Regions from separate parts of the Mus musculus genome. Here all the other regions are linked to region 3. The links are chromatin contacts, called in public HiCAR-type and HiChIP or PLAC-seq maps. All regions are on one chromosome and are shown on one strand. The core of a region is the stretch at or near the end of the contact, and the rest is flanking DNA. Distances in the headings are between cores, read along the strand shown.

The links. HiCAR-type assays count read pairs that join an accessible place to other places. HiChIP or PLAC-seq counts read pairs in DNA pulled down with a chosen protein or histone mark.
Region 1: a contact with region 3 is called in a HiCAR-type map of embryonic stem cells, with 4 times the contacts expected there. The contact joins the promoter of 4933408N05Rik here to the promoter of Mon1b in region 3. A contact is called at or near these places in 5 of 39 promoter capture datasets (the 3T3-L1 cell line, frontonasal cranial neural crest, liver and 2 more) and 3 of 115 datasets of contacts at active chromatin or transcription factors (embryonic forebrain and embryonic stem cells).
Region 2: an HNF4G HiChIP or PLAC-seq map of pancreatic cancer cells shows a contact between it and region 3. The contact joins the enhancer-like site here to the promoter of Mon1b in region 3. A contact is called at or near these places in 6 of 39 promoter capture datasets (the 3T3-L1 cell line, embryonic stem cells, frontonasal cranial neural crest and 3 more), 15 of 484 Hi-C or Micro-C datasets (the N1E-115 cell line, brain, cardiomyocytes and 9 more) and 11 of 115 datasets of contacts at active chromatin or transcription factors (astrocytes, embryonic fibroblasts, embryonic forebrain and 6 more).
Region 4: an H3K27ac HiChIP or PLAC-seq map of embryonic stem cells shows a contact between it and region 3, with 4 times the contacts expected there. The contact joins the promoter of Vat1l here to the promoter of Mon1b in region 3. A contact is called at or near these places in 1 of 39 promoter capture datasets (hippocampal neurons), 1 of 484 Hi-C or Micro-C datasets (nephron progenitors) and 6 of 115 datasets of contacts at active chromatin or transcription factors (astrocytes, bone marrow-derived macrophages, craniofacial prominence and 2 more).

Annotation. Positions count from the first base shown.
Region 1 is chr8:114,350,173-114,353,282 of GRCm38.p6, reverse strand. It overlaps 4933408N05Rik (RIKEN cDNA 4933408N05 gene), which reads left to right and starts at 1,805. Exons shown (of 3, transcript NR_045831.2): 1 at 1,805-2,889. All of the region lies in intron 7 of Vat1l (vesicle amine transport protein 1 like), which reads right to left.
Region 2 is chr8:112,975,284-112,978,148 of GRCm38.p6, reverse strand. No RefSeq gene overlaps it. Among named protein-coding and RNA genes, the nearest start is that of Gm45904, 55 kb to the right of the region's middle. Within about 2 kb of position 1,593, at least 14 of the 459 cell types and tissues checked have an H3K27ac peak or open chromatin away from gene starts, as enhancers often do. A contact at or near this core is called in embryonic fibroblasts and pancreatic cancer cells, where this site is marked.
Region 3 is chr8:113,634,251-113,637,096 of GRCm38.p6, reverse strand. Mon1b (MON1 homolog B, secretory traffciking associated) reads right to left here and starts at 1,298. Exons shown (of 5, transcript NM_173015.3): 1 at 828-1,298. The coding sequence starts at 975.
Region 4 is chr8:114,203,990-114,207,078 of GRCm38.p6, reverse strand. It overlaps Vat1l (vesicle amine transport protein 1 like), which reads right to left and starts at 1,439. Exons shown (of 9, transcript NM_173016.3): 1 at 1,137-1,439. The coding sequence starts at 1,363. Gm30272 (a long non-coding RNA gene) reads left to right here and starts at 1,445. Exons shown (of 3, transcript XR_388052.4): 1 at 1,445-1,825; 2 at 2,240-2,337.

The DNA.
Region 1 (3,110 bases), core at 556-3,055, 720 kb before region 3:
ATGTGGAACTACACATCAGCTACACCTAGAGCTAAAGGAGCATTCTATAAGAGTCAGGTGTTGGCCACAAAGCAGTGCATTTGCTGCACAGTAGAGCCGGGTGAATGAAGGAGCAGAACTGCCCTTACTTTGCATACATAGAGAATGGGAACCAGGGAGGTGAATCCGCCTATGGTTGTTGATGTGGCAGAGAGAAGAGCTGTGAGTTCAGCCTAAAACACTGATAAAATAGGTACATTTGGGGTCCAGCGAGATGGCTCAGTGGGTAAAAGTGCTTGTTGCATAGGCCTGGAAACCCAAATTCAGTTCCCCAAATTTGTCTCATGGTGGGAGGAGTTGTCTTCTGACCTTTACGTATGTAGTGCATGTGCGCGCGCGCACACACACACCATTCTCTTTCTCTTCCTTTCTCTCCTTCCCTCCCTCTCCTCTCCTTTCTTCCCTCTTTCTCTCACTTTTTCTCTTTTACACACACGTGATAATTAATAATAATAATAATAATAATAATAAATATATGCATACAGATTAATATCAATACCTGAGACTTATCTTAACTACTAGGGACTGTAAAGGAAGGAGGCATAAGTGTTCATCACTGTGGGAACAAGGGTATCAATATTCCATTACTGATGCTTTTGAATGTGATTTAAACATTCCAAAAGGTTTATAAAATGTGAGCTTCGGTCATTCTTCCCAAGCAACGACTATAACAAGGACTTGAGTACCCAAGTTCTTATCCACGCTGTCAGATTGTGATGATGATGTTATAAAGGATTTGGGCTCCTTACACAGCCAAGGCTTAGAGATGTGTTATTCCCATCTCCCCAGAGAAAGATGTGCCTTTTCCGTCAACCAGTCCACCTTGGCCAAGGTATAAACTTCAACCAGCTCTCTGCCAGGCAGCAAGCACAGATGAATGCTTGCAACAGCAGCATACCCTGGAAAAGCCTACAGGCTGGGAGAGGAGGGAGGGGGCCAACGAGACAGTCAATTCCCAGAGAGTGTGGGAAGAGCTACGTTCTCAGAATGAGTGAAGAGGCGTGGGAGCCCAGGGGAGGAAATGACTCAATTTGGAGAAAAGTGGCGTTCCGCGCTGGGGTTTCAGGAGTGGAGAGGCGTTTCCGGAAGAGAAGCTGTGTACGGTCAGACCTGAGTTCTGAAGAGGAGTAGGTGGCTCAGTCAGGGAAATGGGAGTGGGGGTGGCGCCTTGCTTCCTGGAGGGGGTGGGGGGCACCGTTGAAGCATGCAGGGGCGGCTCTGTGAGGAGTAGTGAGGTGCGGTGAGGGAATCAGGAAGACTTTCCTGAGGGCAATGTTGACAGGTGAAGAAATTCGGAGTCCAGTGAGGACAGGAAGTGAGGGATGCTTGAGGGGAGGAGCTGACAAGATCTGAGGTGTACAACTAGACCCTGTCTTTAGGATCATTTTGGGTAGTCAGACAATTCCCCCAAGTGGTGGAAAGGATTCTGCACAGTGATCTGTGTTTTGGAAGAGCCTGTCAGGGAGAGATGAAATCTGAGTAATTTGGTTTATTGCCATTTGTTTCCATTAGTGCTGGAAACAGATGGTCTCATCAGCCTTATGTTGCCCTTGTCAGCATCTGTGTGACTCCAAGGTCTAATTTTTAATTATCCCTGACCATTGGCAGGGACATGAAGGGGAAACGGGAAAGTTCCAACCCTTAAAAAAAAAAAAAGAAAAGAAAAGAAAAGAAAAGGTTTCCTTTGCATCTTTTCTGCTTGCCTATCAGTTATTTTTTCTTTTAACCACCGAGGAATATCTATTAGCCTGGGTTCTATGTTGCCATGGTATCAAGACCAAACAAACCTTAATATATAGGGAATCCAAGGGTACAGTCGAAGGAGACACTGTCTTCCAGCAACTGGGCGATGTGTTGGCAGAGCCTTGTCAGATTGAACACTGGTCCTAAACTGGGATTCATAGGTGGTCAGAGCAGACTTCGTGTAAAAGCGTGGCTGGTGGATAATAGAGCTGGTGGCCCTCTAGAGCCACGAGGAAGAGAACAGGTTTGGGAAATTTCGCACAGCCAAGAGTTTGGTAGGAATTGTTAGGAAGTCAGGCAGCAATTCCTCCAGATTAATAAGAAGCGAGCCTTAGCTACTCTAAGCAGTGTTAACAGCTGTTTGTGGGGCCTAGAGAGATTGCTTAGCAATGAAGAGTGCTTGCTGAATTTGCAAAGCATCTGAATTTGGTTCCTCACTCCAGCATCCAGTAGCTAACAACTAGCTCCAGCTCCGGCTCCAGCGGCTGCCTCTGAGGGCGTATATGTATATGTATATGTATATGTATATGTATATGTATATGTATATATACATACATATATATGTATATATACACACACATACATACACACACATATATATGTATATATATACATATATATACACATATATATACATATATATATATATACATATATATATACATATATATATACATATATATATATGGTCTATGTTTTCAGAAAGTATAGAGACAAAGGTTCTTGGGGGAAAGTGCTCTTGTGTGTGTGTGTGCGAGATGTGTCTGTGTAACAGGGTTCTGTGTTGCTCAAACTGACATTGTACTTGCATTATTGAGTGCCTGGTGTGGTGGTTTGAATAGGAATGCCCCCCCCCCCCGACTTGTGGATTTTAAAACCTGGTCACCAGGGCATGCCACCATTTGAAAGGATTAGGAGATGTTGGAGGAAGTGTGTCAATGGAGGTAGGTTCTGAGGGCTCAAGGACCCAAGTTAGGCCCAGCATCTTTTTCTTCCTACTGCCTGTGGATCTGGCTGTAGAACTCTGAGGGTCTTCTCTAGCACCACGGCTGCTTATATGTCACCACGCTACCTCCTATGACCACAATGGACTACACCTCTGAAACTGTAAGCAGGCCCCATTTAAGTGCTTTCCTTCATAAGAGTTGCCGTGGTCATGGTTTCTCTCCACAGTGGCAGAACTCTGACTAAGACACCTGGCTTTAATATTTTTTTTTTTAAAAATCACTTCTTTATAAGATGTATTTTCAGTTTTTGACTATCTTTCACACACAAAGAACTGCTTTTATTCTGATATTTTCTACATCGATTTTGTCATACTCCATTCT
Region 2 (2,865 bases), core at 344-2,843, 660 kb after region 3:
CTTTCCACCTGAACTGATAACTTAAGCTTACAGTCATATAATGTTAACCAACTGGGAATGGACATGGCTACAACTTTCATCACTCCACTAGGTGTGTTTACATCCTTCCTTTGTCTAGGGGGATCTGGACATGAACCTGGGAAGGGACTTTATCTAAAGGTAGTCTCTCTGTTTGTGACTGTATAGTATACGCATTTTATGTATGTAGTAAAGGTTATATATTCCACTTTGCCATGTTTTTTTTTCCTTTTGCAAAATGATTAAAAATTTCCACACTCAATATCTTTAAAATTTGCAAATTCCATTTACTTATGTGTAAATACAAAACTAACCCAAGGATGGGAGATGAAGCGAGTGACTGGTGTTTCTGACTTTTGATGTACCCATACTGAGCAATAAGACTTCTTCAAAACACTTATGCTTTTATTTTGGAAAGCTGTATTTATTTTTATACTAACTGGTTGATACTATTATATGATTCTTCGGGGAATTGACAAGCACAGAATATATGTACATAGTGTGTTAGTATTTTTGTTGTTGTTGTTATGATAAACTATCTTAACCTAAATGCAAGTTAGGGAAGAGGGGATTTATTTTAGCTTATATAGTTACATAGGAGGTGTAGTCCATCAGGATGGAGGAGACATGGCACCAGGCAGGCATGAAAGCAGGAGCAGGAACCTAGCTGATCACATTCCTAGCACATACAGGAAGCCAACAAGAAGCTTACAAGAAGTGAGGCCTGCCTGGTTATACAACTTTAAAGCCAGCCCTAGTGATATACTTTTTCCAGATAGATACTTCTTAAAGGTTCTATAACGTCTCCAAACATCTCCAGCAGCCAGGGACCAAGTGTACAAACACAAGACCCTATAGAGGACATTTCTTATTCACACCAACAGAATTGGAAAGGGAAGTTTGTTTTCTTAGGTATCTTTGTCTGTTGGTTGGATTTTTTTTAAACTCACTTCACAAAGTCTTCATCGCCCACTCTCTCCAAAACAAACTAACTTTAAATATTTTTCCCTCTGAGTTGACTACTCCCTGTTCATCTGGCATTTCAAAATTGCTAATCCTGTAAAATATATGTTTTTAATTATAAACCTCAAGTAATGGGTGCAATGTCCCAGAAGGGTCCAACTTACATTGCAGTTGAACTGAAAGCTCTTGTTTGTATCAGTCTTTCCATGTGGCTCACTACCATGGTGAATTAACCTTGCCCATTTAACTCACAGTCTATCTTCTCCCTATAGATTCTATACCTCAACTCACATGGGGCAAAACCCTATCTTTGTTTGATCCCATCTGGTTTGAAAGGTATAATTTAAATGCACAGTTGCAGGCCACATTAAATGGTTTCATCAGGTGGGGCCAACCTTAGCTCTTGACCTGGGTTATTCCATAATGCTTTTTTTCCACCCTTACCTAGGAAACAATTTTGTACTATTTACCCCAAAACACAACCTTCTCAGGGAATGTGTTTATTTTCCAAGTCGAAGAAAAAAATAAGACCTGAGTGGAGGACACAGTCAGAATACATGTCCTTTGTGCTCATGCTGTAACTGGAGACTGCATCCAAACAACTAATGACTCATTTGATGACTAAAGAAACACTCATTTGTGCGGTTATGGTTTTTATGAGTTAGGAATCTGGGTTCAGCTAAATTGGACCCTCTCCCCACCCAGGGCTTCCCACATGGCTATAATCAACTTTTCCTCTGATACTGTGATTCTCCCATGATGTCTAACCTAGACAAAGACTTTTGAGCTCATTCATGATGTCACTGTTTGCATCTCATTCCCTTTCAGATGCTGAGCTGAGAGCCTCAAGTTACTAGAGAGCTGCTAAATGTGGTCCTCCGTTCCTTGTGATGGAGACCTCTCCAACGACAAAAATTGTTTGGCCATAGCCAGCTGGGAAAGAATCAGTTACTAATATGGAAGTTAGTGTTCTGTGTCAAGTAATTACAGAGCAGACAACCAATTTTGGTCTCTGCCATATTTTCTTATTTTGATGCAAATGACTACGCCAGTCTGTGTTGACAAGTGGCTTGTGCGTGGCAGAAAAGATCATCAGAGACCATCTTAGACACTGCTTGCTGAAGATTCATTGTAACAGCCACCCCCTCCCAACATTATAGACATACATGTCCATTATCAGCTTGTGCAAGCTTGGTCAGTGGACAAGTAGCTGTTTCACACAGGAAAACATCTGTTTCTATAGAGGCAGCAAACACAGTCTGGGCCAGACACAAAACCACAAGCTTTTATCTGTTTGGGCAGCATTACAGAGCTGGCTGCTACAGGTCCACTTTTCCTAAATTGACTTGGCTGGGGCAAGAATTAGATTTCAGAGAGAATCTTTGCACATAATGGCCTTTTAGATATTATATGAAAGGGTAACTGTGGCCCTGTAATTTATTCCTCCCTCCTCAGGGATCCCTGAAGACGTTTGACCCTGACCAGAATTCTTTGCAAATATCGACTGATCCACTATACTAACTGAAAGATAAATGAGGGTCCAAAAGGGTTCTGCTGTGCACTGATTACAGATCTGGAAATGACCTCAACCTCGGCATCCTATCCCAGTTCATTTAGATTGTTTATATTAAATCCAGGGCTGGGCTGATGCATGCAAGTTATACACATAGCCAGAACAAAGGTAGGTGCCTACCACAATTCTACAAGTTGGAAGTCTTCCTGACTAACTTGTCTGATGCCCTTGCCAGAATTCAAAACCATATCTGTTGTGTGGGAAAGTATCCTATGGGTTGGGCTCCCAGATGCTGTACATATAAATGGTCCTATTTACTATGTTGGCAATTAGTCAAAGCCTAGTGCTGGCTAAGTTGGGGTGATCTTTCT
Region 3 (2,846 bases), core at 49-2,548:
ATCCCAGACACCTTAGTCTTCAATAACCTTTACATGACAGTTCTTATTTTCCTCCAGGTCTGGGCCCCCACTCCACCAATGGCCACCATTAACAATCACTAACCCACAAGGTTTTCACGGTTCCCACAGTTTTCCGCCCAGAGTTATCACTTTAAATCCCATAATGAAGCCCCTTGCTTTCTTCCCACCGCCTCTGATGTCTACTGACTCACCCAAGGACAATCATCCATTTGCAACCCCATCTGATTTTTTCACCCTCAAGTGTTTTCCTATGTTCTTAATTGCGTACCGATATTCCCATGTTCCCAAATACCCAAGCAACACGTCTCAATTCCCATCAAGGAACTCCCATCAAGACAACCCTTTTGGGACCCAACTATGCCCCCTTTGTTTCTTTAAGGTGGTACACTCAGGTCAAGTACATTCTAATTTCCTTGCAACAGAAGGGTGTCCCAGGATGTGAGAACACCATTGTTAAAATGGGACTGTTCCGGGCAAACCAGCACAGTCCATCTTCCTAGCCTTGACACTATCACCACCACCACCACCACCACCACCACCACCACCCACCATAGAATACATTTGTAGAGGCACAATGCTGCCCCTTCCGGACAACAGCTGACACCCATTGGCTTCTATGTCATTTCTCAACGATTTCAATTAAGTCAGCAAGTCTGTGTCCAACGACTGACTGAGAGCTATGCCTCAAGCTACTTTCTTGGGTTCCCAAAGACTGCCCACTGGTCTCCCACTGATCTCTTCCCGCTCAGCTAGCAATGACAAGCCCTGGGGGTTTGCTTCCAAGGCTTTATTGAGGGAAGCTATACCTGTGTCCTCCGGGTCCCCATCTCCGGGATCCAGCGTGCTTGCGTGAACCCTTTCACTGTCTCCAGCCTCCTCTCTGGGGAACTGCGTGTCCACCAAGTCCTCCACGCCCCCGGGGGCTGGGACAGCATTATCTCCTCCGGCCTCCATCTGCACATCCCTGGAGAGAAGGGGAATCGAGGGTGATGGGCAGCAACAGAAAACTTCTTACAAGCCTTCAGGGAGCCAGACCCCCCGGATACATTCCTAGTGCGGTTTCCCCTACGGTTTTCGACAGGACGCGACATTCAAAACCATGACCAAATACTTGCACCCTCCGGCACTTTCGGATGGGTGACGCTCCGCTGGGCTTCTGCCAACACGGTACATCAACACCTGTTTCAACCTCTTATCTCAACTGGGTGGACAGCAACACTTTGAGGAGCCGCTGCCGCACCACACTTCCTGGTGTGGTGGGGACTTGCCACACTTCCGGAAGCGACGCCTCCCCGGGACACTTCCGGTTTCACGGCCGTATTGACTCCCCGGAGTGCCAATGGCAGCCACACGCTGCGTTCCCTCACCGTAAGGATAGCGCGGGACTCTCCCGGAACTCTGTGGAATCTGCGCGTCCTTCCACCGGACGCAGCCAGGATCGGCTGTGAAGTGGGGCCAGACCGGCCCACTTCGCGTACCAAGGGCTACCGGCTGAAGGGGGCGCGGCCTGGAAATCTACTAGGTCGAGGGGGCGGGACCTAGTCCCTCTCACCCAATCAAGAGTAGGCTCTCCCTTATGTCCCGCCCCATTCTGGTGGAGCCTCCGCAGATAGTGTGCGCTAATTGGCGAAAGCCACTGCTCATCCCTTGACTGACATCTCCCTGTTTCTAACCGAAACCTCACTCCTGTTCCGGTCTTTGCTGGAATGAGAGAATGCCGAACCAATGAACTCGCGTCCCCAGTATTGAGACAACTTCACGCTCTTTTATTCAATTATAGGGGCAGGGCGGAGCGTATGCTTGACGGACAGCTCTCTTTCCAATCGGAACGTCGCCCGCAGCCCAGTCAGCCTATGGGACTCGGATGCTGAAGCAAGAGGCGGGCTCTGCTGGTGGGACTGACTCTTGGGATTCTGGACTCCGCCAGCCTGCGAGGGGAGCTTACGGAAACAAAAGCAAGCTGCTTAGGGCTAGTGTGTGCGGGCAACACGAGCGCACCCCACTAGCAAGGAGAGGTTCTGTGGGCCGAGCCAACCAGATCGGCAGCCTAATCCAATAGCGGAGTGGGGGGTGTGGTTGTCAGGGACCGCTGCGTTCTGGTTGGCTGAGAATTCTGCCGCACCTACCTCCGGGTATCACCATTGGCTACTATGTATGATGGGCCAGGGGCAGCAACAGCAGTGAGGAATCTTGTGAACAGAAGCACCTAGATGCTCTCTTCCTTAAGGCTGTGGAGCGGGGATAGGTGTATCTAGGCGGCCAGAAGTCGCTCCAAACTAAGTGTTGTTCATTTTGGTTTTGAGTCACAGGCTCCTAATAACCCAGGCTGGCCTTAAACTCGCGATCCTCCTCCCTCACCCTCTATCTGGCCCTAAACCCAAGTCAGAGTAGATTACAGTGCTGCTCCAGCACCTGCCATTGCCTTTAGGTTTAGAATGAGGGTGTGAATATCCCTGTTCTGGACGTCCAGGTCCGTTTTTTAGGTCTTTCTGTACATTGGTCTTTGAGACTGCTTGAAGCCTCGCAGTTTGTGTCTCTGAGTGTTACTATATTATTATCAGAGAAAATAGAGTTAAAATAACAACAACGACGACGACGACATAATGACATAAAGGTCGAGGATTTCTGTTTTGGATACAGGGTTTCGGGTACCCCGGGCTGGCTTCTCACTCACCAAGTGGCAAGGATTACTCTGCTTCCCGCCTCTGTTTCCCCAGTACTTGAAATAACTGATGTGCCCTTAACACCAGGTTTGTGTCATGCTGTGGTGCGAACCCAAGGCTTCATGTATTCTGGGCAAGCATTCTACCTCGTGAGACCCATCC
Region 4 (3,089 bases), core at 190-2,689, 570 kb before region 3:
CTATTTCTAAGAAGTAGAAACGCCAGGGGCTTAGGAGATCCAGCCAACCCTTGTAAGATTCACAGTTACTGTAGAATGCGGGGTCCAGCGAGCAGCTCTATCAGTCTGCACCCCACTAGACTTCAGGGACATGGGAGTGCAGTGCCTCCCCAGGCAGAGACAAGCTTTCTCACTTACACACTACTGGGGAAATCTCTGCTGTTCTAGGCACTGGCAAGTTTCCCCAGGAGAATAGCGGACCTCTTAGAGTGTGGGCTCCTTCTGCGGCCACCACAGGAGTTCGTTCCTAAGGAATAGGATGGGGCTTTCCCAGCCAGGAGGAAAGCAGAAGATGCAGTGGGGGAGAGAAGGCTGCATCCCTGGTCTCACCTTTCACCCAGCTTAGAGGCCGAGGATTTAACCCTCTTGATTCTCAGTTCCTTCTCTCACAGTAAGTACTGGGAAGGAGATACACAAGGGCATGCACCCTGCCTTCAGCCCCATTTGGACGCAGAGAGGTGAAAAGGGAGATCAAGTGTCAAGTGGCAGCCACACCACTTACTGGCAGCTCAGCGATCTTGGCAGATCATTTATTTTCCCCCATCCACTGTTTTTCTCACCTCTAAAGCTGGGCACCTGACTTACTGGGTCTCAGGAAGTATTAAACGGGATCGTATATGTAAAACTCCAGAAAGAAAGAAAGAAAGAAAGAAAGAAAGAAAGAAAGAAAGAAAGAAAGAAAGAAAGAAAACAAACTAGCACCAGGAACTACGTGTATATACACGGCGATTGTTATTTTTTTTAACCATGCTAACGATCAAGTCCCACCCTTACGTCCCTCCCAGTGTTAGGAGCTGAGTTGTCCTACAAGAGGGGCACAAGGCAATTTTCCAGACCTCAAGTCCTAGGCACCACTATCCTTCCTGTCACCCTACATCTGGTGTGGGGAGAAGGACCACCTCTGAGCATCCTCCCCAGGCTCCAGTGGCTTGGGCTACCCGGGAGGTTCTGAGAGCCAAGTGTGAATGCAGAGAGGGTGCTCGCTGACTGTGGGTGCTGGGTACCTGGGGCAGCATCCCCAATCTAGGCTCTCCCACCCACTGCCGGTGCGCCCAGCGCGGAAAGAGAGAAAAACCAAAAAGTCGTGGATACTGGACCAGGCTTTGACGCGGATCTTGAGCTCGCCGTCCTGTGGCTCCGGCATGGCCTTTCTAGAGAGCCTCAGCTTGTTGAGTCCGCCGAAGCCGGCCAGCACCACAGCGCGCATCTCCTGGGCATCCCCGAGGCGGTGGGAGCCGTCGCCGCCCTCAGCAGGTTCCTTGCTGGTCTCCTTCTCAATCATTTGTTCGGTCTCCTCCGCTTTCTCTACGCCTTCCTTAGCCATGGCGCTCGAGGGGCCGCGGGGCGCACAGGCTGCGGTTGTGAAGGGGTCGGGTCTGCTCTCCCGCGGGTTCCTCCTGTTGAATGTGGGATGCTCTTCAGTGCAATGGCTGCAACCTCTGTGAGCGGAGCCGCGGTCCACCGCCTCCGCCGTAATCCTTAGAGGAGCCGCGCCCTAGCGCCCCACCCCCTCCCTCACATTTCCTCCTACTTACTCCAAAACAAATCTCAAGTCCACCTTTTGTGCTAGTACTAAGTCAGGCTATTTGTCTCAACACTAAAAACAGATTTCCCCAAGACTCTTGAATACAAACACAGAAGAAGAGGCCGGATGGCTACTCCAACCCCTACAATGGGCAAATACTTGGGTATATACGGCACAGACTCTGGCGCCTTGAAATGGACAGAGACGAATGTCTGGGCCTGGAGGATGCTGCGAGAGACAAGGTTGCCTCTTCTCCCGCGGGTAGGCAGGGATGGGAGGGATAGCTGGGAAATTGGGCTGTTTCCCATCTGCTGGTTCTGAGTGGAGCGGCAGGGAGGTGCGGGAAGTTAAAGATACATCCCAAGTAAGGCTCCAAAGAGCCAGGTCCAGTCTTTTCCATCTGGACGCCACCCCCCACCCCCACCCCTGTCACTAGGGATGCTGTTTCTGGACTTCTGTGGCTTCCTTATGACAGTTAGTTCTCAGTACCCATGCTTTTTTTTCTAGGAAAGAGGCTCCCAGAACAAGCCTGTTTCCTGCTAGGACCTCCAGAGGACCAAATTCTCTCTCTCTCTCCTCTCTCTCTCTCTCTCTCCCTCTTTCTCTCTCTCCCTTTCTCCCCCCTCCCTCCTCCCTCCCCCCTCCCCTCCCCACACCTGCCTTTTGTTTTGCAAGGTTACAGAAAAACAACAACAACAACAACAACAACAACAAAAAAAACGAGTACTTTCCCCAGCAGTGTTTGGTGACACATCTGTAGTATGGAAGCTGAGGTAGGGCGACCCTGTCTTAAAAAACCTAAACAAGAATTTAAAATTGCTGGGCGCGTGCGTGCGTGTGTATGTGTGTGTATGTGTGTGTGTACGCGCGTGCGCGCAACGCCTTTAATTTCAGAATTCCAGCAACCAGGAGGCAGATGAATTTCTCATGAATCTGAGGATAGACTGGTCTACATAGTGAGTTCCAGGGTGGCCAGCTCTACATAGTGAGACCCTTTCTCCAAAAATAAAATAAAAAAATAACAAAACTACAGATGCAATCCAATCATATCCATCACATAATAAATTCTGATTCTTAAAAAAAGGTCATTTGTGCTATCTTAAAAGGCGAGATAGGAGTTGCCTTGTGCGGTGTAAGAGATCCAATTTCTCAGCTCAGGTGCCTGTGTCAGTTTAGGCAGCTCCCATCCTTGAGCTCTCAGAGATGGTGAAGATCTCGGTCCCAGTGAGAGAGGCTATCAGGACACAGTGATCTCAGGAGTATGGCAAATTGAGCCCAGGACAATCAGTCTCTCCTCCTCCTATTACTCCTGTGCCTCTGTTTTAAAACTTTGGTTCACCTGGAAAAAAATCATTCTGTCCTCCAAATTAACTCAGAACTCTGCAGTTGCTGTGCCCTTGACTTTGGATGCTCAGCACACCACCGTTATTAGGGTTAATTCCAAAATCCAGATTCATCCAGAGTATCACTTTCTTGTGCAAAATTCACCAACTCCCAGGCTGAGTCCTTCACGGCTAAAGTGTGT